2 separate regions of the Mus musculus genome follow, and region 2 is linked to region 1. The links are chromatin contacts, called in public promoter capture Hi-C maps. All regions are on one chromosome and are shown on one strand. Each heading gives the region's core, a stretch centred on a gene start, on an enhancer-like site or on the middle of the called end of the contact. The rest is flanking DNA. Distances are from core to core; before and after follow the strand shown.

The links. Capture Hi-C pulls out chosen DNA fragments and counts their contacts.
Region 2: a contact with region 1 is called in a promoter capture Hi-C map of liver. The contact joins the promoter of Utp14a here to the promoter of Sash3 in region 1. A contact is called at or near these places in 9 of 39 promoter capture datasets (the 3T3-L1 cell line, the C10 cell line, the HPC-7 cell line and 5 more), 14 of 484 Hi-C or Micro-C datasets (B cells, CD4 T cells, CD8 T cells and 8 more), 12 of 115 datasets of contacts at active chromatin or transcription factors (the 230-238 cell line, the HPC-7 cell line, the SCID.adh cell line and 9 more) and 4 of 9 other capture datasets (adipose tissue, liver, macrophages and 1 more).

What each region holds. Positions count from the first base shown.
Region 1 is chrX:48,144,614-48,148,086 of GRCm38.p6, reverse strand. It overlaps Sash3 (SAM and SH3 domain containing 3), which reads right to left and starts at 1,651. Exons shown (of 8, transcript NM_028773.4): 1 at 1,370-1,651. The coding sequence starts at 1,426.
Region 2 is chrX:48,255,354-48,258,826 of GRCm38.p6, reverse strand. Utp14a (UTP14A small subunit processome component) reads right to left here and starts at 1,893. Exons shown (of 15, transcript NM_028276.1): 1 at 1,859-1,893; 2 at 412-487. The coding sequence starts at 1,884. Gm39511 (a long non-coding RNA gene) reads left to right here and starts at 2,035. Exons shown (of 3, transcript XR_882302.1): 1 at 2,035-2,091.

The sequences.
Region 1 (3,473 bases), core at 402-2,901:
GTTTTTCTCATGAGCTTGAGAGCAAGGGGAAGTGGCTTTGCTCTTGAGGAGTGGCAGCCAATGACAAGCCTTTGGGGCCTAGTTTTGGCGGGGGTGGGGGGGTGGGGTGACAAGGCCCTGTGTGAATATTCACAAATCTTACCCTTCTCCACCTACCCGCCACTGCGATCTTACAGAAGCAGCTGAAGTGGAGAGAGTACAGCCGAAAGCGGCAGCCACCCAGATCCTGAGAGGTGGGACAGGATGCACACCCCAATGCTCTCAGCCTGTCTCTTAGTTGTCGCCCACTGCCTGGGAACTGTTCTGACAAGGGGGCATCCCCCCACAGTGCACCTGAGTTGAATTCCATGGAAAAATGGATAGGGCACAGTGAGAGTCCTGGAGGCCCCTGATTAAGGCTTGGGTGCTTGGATCTAGTCAGGCCTGCTTTGGACCATTCCTGTGGTCCACTTAGACATGCAGACTGGACAGGCTGATTGCCTGGGAGAGTCCTGACATAAAATGAACTCTATACATACAGCCAGGGAAACCTGGATATCAGAGTCTTCAAGAATCATTCAGTCTAGCTCCTGTCTCAGGAAGATGAACACTTCAGCCATTTTTGACAGCTACCTTCCTTCCTGGACTTTGAAATCCCCTTCCCTCCCCCAACGAACTTTTCCCCCTTAGCTCTCACACCTACTCACCATGCAAGTCATCAGCTCCATTTCTCATTCTTCATAAGTTCACTTGCCCAGAAAGAACCTGTTCAACCCCCCCCACACACACACACACACCACCACCACCACCTGAACTTTACGGCATTTGGGTGGGCTCTTTTCCTGAGTCTGAAATTTACTTACTGCTTCATCTCCAGTGGCCTGGGGGAGATGTTGTAGATCTGAGCCTAGTGGGAAATGGCTATGGCTCCTGCCAAAGAGTTAGGGAGTCTGTGACCACCTTGGCTGGGTAGGCTAGTAGGGCCCTTTGAATGAGGTAGTCCCCAGAGGACACACTCGAGCAAAAGCAACACAGAACCCGAGCTAGAGAGACAAAATTAATTACGCTCTTTGGATTCAATTTGAACACGACATTTTGTAACTCTCCAACTGATGTCTGTGGATTTAACTCTTATGTTCTTCAGTCTATCACTCTAGACTTCCAAAGGCCCAACTCATAGCTCTGTATTCCAGAGTTTAGAAAGTACCTTCAGTACTTTTACTACTCAAGTGAGCGTTGAGCCCCATCCCCTTGCTTTCTGGAAGAACCCTCACGTCCAAGCTCAACATAGAGCCTTGGTTCAACTTCCACCTTCTAAGAGTCCATGAAGGCCTTGGTAGAGAGTGTAGAGGAGAGAAGGAAGGAGTGTACGCTCAAAGATGCGCCTTACCTTTTTCTTCTGAGTGGGCTCTTTGTCACTGGCGTTGGAGGGTTTGCGACGCAACATGGTCCTCTACAGAAATGGCACTCCTGCTCTGTTCTCCAAGGAGCTAAGATGCAAAAATCTCTTGTTAAAGCCTCCCCAGCACCAGCCAGTTGGCACAGCATAGACTGAGCCTGGGGCTGCTACTCTTTACTGCTGCAGTGGCAGCTTGGGGGTGCGGGCCATGGACACCCAGCAGCAGCAGCATACAGGAAACCTTGCCACGTGACCTGCTCTTACAGCAATCATGGCCCCTGCCGGCCTCTAGGGAGGAAGGAAGTCCCAGCTTCAGTCTCCAGAGATTCTGATGCAGACAGACCTTGAGTTGAACAGTCAGAGAAAAGCCCCAATCCTGTTGTCTCCGGTCATCCACTACAGTCCTTTCATGTTCTGGCTTATTTGGGCTTTACACTCACTGACTAAACCTCTGAAATCAGAAGGTGAACAATCTCCCTGCCTGTTGAGTAAATGCCCCCAGTCTATTTGCATCTTCCAAGTCATTACTGCGATCACGATTACCATTACTGTCACTCCTGTGGCCATCATCTTGATGGTTATCACTACTGCTACCATTACCAGATAGCCATTACTACAACCGTGACTACCACCACTCCCCACGCCCCAGCCATCATCCCTCCTACCATCCCTACTGCCGTCAGTATACCTTAGCTATGATTGGTAAAGCTCTCATCTCTTCAGAGATTTCTACTGCTTCATCATCCTTAGAGTGGTCACCTTTACAGATGCTATAGTCATTTCCATGATGCTCTCATCCCTACAACCTTCAATAGCCCTGTATCCACTGTTTCTAAAGCTATCAATCCAGCAACTATCCACATTTCCATCAGCACACATATGGTTTTCAGTCTAGATGAGGTGTGCCTACACACAACAACCCCTCAGGTCATACAAGAACAACTGAGAAATGTTTGAAGGCAATGCCACGTCAACAGCAGGTGCCCCATTCAAAAGGCATTCATCAACTGCCTGGGCATTGCGCCCATCTTGTGGGTTACATTCAGCACATGATGGTGATGATGATGATAATGATGACAATGGCAATGTTGATTTGCAGTGCTTAGGGGTCTCACCTATGGCTTACCCATGCCAGGTAAGTTTACTACCATTGAGCAATTGCGGTAGATGTTTAAGTACTTTCAATGATTCCTGTTCACTACAAAGCAACTGGTATGTATCATTTACACTTTATCAAATACAGATGACAATAAAATGAAATTTCAAAAAAGTCTCCATAATTGGATTTCACACTGTTTAGGTAAATATCCTTTACTGTTTTCAGCACCTAGCACCTCTCTCTAGACAGAAATTTACTTCTTACAAAGAATCACACCCGTACAGGACGAAAAACATTGGTTTGGGGAGATTTGGAAAAATTGGAGGGACAGATAACTAAGGACATATAGAACATTTTGGAGGTGATGAATAAGTTTGTTTATTGTGATTGTGGTAATAGTTTTAGGAATGTCTACATCAGGAAAACTATCTTGAATTTTTAATGAAAATAAACTCCCCATTTCTCCTGCTCAAGGCCTTACTGTGTGTCCCAGGCTGGCTTGGAACTTATGATGAGTGCTGGGATTATAGATGTGGACCACCATGACTGGCCGAACTAGTCTGGAACGGTTATTTTTCATGTGGACATGCGTGTGTATGTGTGCACACTCAGGATGCGTTCTCAGCTGTGCGTTCACATCTGGGGGTAGCAGTCGATGCTCTATTACTCTCTACCTTAGTTTTGGGGAAAGGGGCCCTCGCCACATCTGGAGCTGATGGTTTTCAGCTAGACTGGCTGGCTAGTGACCTTCTGGGATCCATAGGTCTCTGCTTTCCCCATTCAGGGCTGGAGTTATAGATATCTGTCTATCACCCAGCTTTTATGTAGGTTCCAGGGATACAAACTCAAGTATTCGTGCTTTTACAACACGCTCTTTCCTCAACGAATCATCTTCTTAGCCTGAATGATACGATTTTTTTTTTACATGGCTGATTAGCATTCAGTTGTCTGAACCCACAATAATTATCTTGCCTTGGTTGATTTTTTAAAAAATGT
Region 2 (3,473 bases), core at 644-3,143, 110 kb before region 1:
CCCCCCAGGAGAAAACTCCCACTACCCTTTTTGAGACAGGGTCTCACTATGTAACCCTGGTTAGTCTGGAACTTGCCTTTTAGACCAGGCTGGCCTCAAAATCATAGAGAGCTACCAGGCTCTGCTTCCCATGTGTTGGTATTAAAATAGTTCACAGAGAAAGAGGAAAAACAATGTAAGTAGTTTTGTCAGGGGAATAGGTTTAAAATTCAGATAGCATCAGATCAAGTTCCAGGATAGCCAGAGCTGTATAACCCTGCCTTGAAAACCAGAAAAAAAAAAAAAAAAAAAAGATAGCATATGTTAGAGTTTTAGTAACCTTCTTTACACGCACACATTTTTATTCCCCTTTCCTCTCCAGGAGTGTTTTGTTCACCCTAATTTTGAATCCGTTCAACAGCTGTCACCTACCTCATCTTCACTGGCACTCAAGGGGTAGTTGCTTGTCAAATCCATTAGATCATCCTGCTGGCTCAAAGCCAGAAGGCTGTTTTAAAAAGGCAACACAGAAACATTAGCACATGAAATAACTCTTCTTTTAAACCAGCAGTTCTCAACCTGTGGGTCAAAACCCACAGGGGTGTGTGTGTGTGTGGGGGGGGCAAAAGGTCCATTCCCATGGGTCATGTGTCAGATATCCCGCATTTCAGACATTATTCATGTTACAATTCATAACAGTAGCAAAAGTGCAGTTATGAAGAAGCAAGGAAAGTAATTTTATGGTTTATGTTTTGGGAGGTGGTCATGAACCCCAGAACATGAGGAACTGTAGTAAAGGGTTGAGCAGCACTAGGAAGGTGGAGAACTATTGATCTAAACAAATATCTGTTTGCTCAGTTCTGAGTATTCTTATCTGAGAAGAGGTGCAAAAAAACAAAACAGAAGGTAATTAGTTAAAGTGTTTTTAGAAGGGGGTCAGGCATCACTTCCAAGATGACAATATCGGCATGGGAAAGACAACACTGGTTAGTGGCTGACCCTGCACTTCTGTTACTTACTATGCTTCAATTTCCCACTGACGCTACTGCTGTCTTTTGAGGCAAAGGCAGTTTCCTATTAACTATTTAAACGTGTATTTTATTTTATTTTTTGAGACAAGAGTTGTTCGGTGTAACCTTAGCTGTCCTGGAACTCGCTTTGTAGACCAGCCTGACCTCACACTTGGAGATTGGCTTGCTTTTACCTCCCAAGTGCTGAGATTAAAGGCGTGTGCCGCCACCAACTGGGAAACCTTTTAAACATTCGAAAACATTCTATTAATGCTTCTATGGATCTCCCACCGGTCAGGTGCCTTGATTAAGTGCAACTTATTAAAAATGTAATCTTGATAATTTGTTCGCATAACTGAGGACGTAGGGTAATGGTTGAAACCAACTGTATAAATGGGTGTTTAAGGTGATTAGAATTTAGGAAAAACCTACTATTACTTAACAGTGGATCTCGGTATTTACTAAGCAAACATTACCAAAGCGACTACATTTAGATTTTTCTAACGTTGAGGGGTAACATGAAATACCTGTTAGGTCTGGCACAACTTGGCACTCTCACAGACGGCGCATGTTGCGCGTGGCAGAGGCAGAAAATGCGCACGTGACAAATAAAGGGAAATCAATAGTAACTTTGCCAAGAGTCGGACGACCATCAGACCTAACAGCGATGCAACTTAAGAGCCGAGAAACTGAGGAGCAAAGCCAATTTAAATTAAGGGACTTTAGGATTCCTAGCCGATACATTAACTACTGGCAGGGTTTGGGGAGGCGAATCTCTAACAAACAGCAGTTCGGCTTCCACTTCCCTAAATACAGGAAATTCAGCCCTCAAAAATACCCGGGAATCTCCTTTCCCTTTTACGTCTTACCCCTTCGTAGCTTTGATAGAGTTCATCGCTGTCGCCGGTAACTCACATGGGTCAGGAACGGAAACCAAAGAGAGAGCAAGCTCCTTGCCTGCCGCAAAGCAAATTTTGCTTCCGCTAATCACGCGCGACAACGCGCGTCATTTCCGCCCAGGGGGAGGCTTGCAAAGTATTGTAGGCGCTCCAGGATTGGTCGATGGAAAAGCCGGCTGCCTGCCAGTTGGTCCGCACTGCCGGTGGGTGGGACTTGCCGGTCCCCATTCTTCTGAGAGGTTTTTATTTAGGTTGGCGGTATTGGTTCCCTGGCATTCGGTTTTCTTGCGGTCCGAGATTAGTGTGGTGAGGGCGAGGGTGCTGCGCTGTCAGGGACGGAGCTAAAACCAAAACCAATCAAACCAAAACAAAGCCTCCAGGGCCAGGCCCCGTTGGACTCTGTCGCACAGCTCTGGACTGGCCAGCCCCAGACTGTGTTGGACTCCTGCCAGATCAAGGGGACGGGAACGTAGCAAGTTTCTATCCATCTGAAGAGAAATTCTTTTTGAGCCGGTGTACCTGTGATTACAGCTCATTGTCCCCTTTTCCTATACAAGAAAATGTCACTCGAGAATGTGTTATGAGGCAGAAAGATCTCTTCTTGCTCCATCCGGTGCAACATAGTAGGACCCATACACACATGCACGCACACACAATCTTATTTTATCCGGTCCATAGCTCACTAGTAAACTGCTTGCAGCACAGGCATGAGGCTGCAGTTTCTCAACTCTTGCTTTTTTTTTTTTTTTTTTTTTTTTCTTGTTTGAGACAGGCTAGCCTTAAATTGGTGATCCTCTTGCTTTAGCACCCGACCTGCTGAGATTACATGCTTTTGTGGTACCACGTCTGGCATAATTTGTAAATAATAAACCTATCTATGTGTGTGAGTGCATTTGCGTGTGCGTGCGCGTGTGTGTGTGCGCGCGCGTGTGTACGCATGCCATTGCACACGCGGAAATCAGGACAACCTGTAGGAATTCCTTTCACCATCTGGCTGCAGGGGATTAAATTTAGGTTGTCAGGGTTGGGGGGAGGGTGTCAAATGCTTTTGACCAGCCTGAGACTTCTTGCATAAAAACATTATTGCCATTTCTTTTAGGTCATTTCCATTTTGTTTTCTCCAACGGTTGCACTGAAATTTCTTATGGTAATCGGCAATGCTCTAAAATTCTTAAATAAAATAATACTTTCTAGTCTTTGTGGTCCCAGAATTGAATATGGGATTTGATAGTTGTTTTTGTTTTTCATTATTCATTCAGTAAAATTTTTTTAATCATTGACTATGTGCCAGGTTTTTAGGAGTTATTGATACATTGTTGAACAAAGCAGATATTTTCTATGGTTTCATAGACACAATTTTCCAGTGGGCTTAAGGACAATTTTTTAAAAATTATTTATTTTTACTTTACATCCTGCTCACTGCTCCCCTCCCAGTCAATTTTAAATGTTGCTAAAACTCTAGCCCAGAGTTCCCTGACTGCTCTCTCCTGGTATCCTCTATGATGGTAGCTCTATGACCATCTTCTTCCATTTTCTTTCTTTCTTTTTTGTTTTTTTTGTTTTGTTTTTTGTTTTTTTGTTTTTC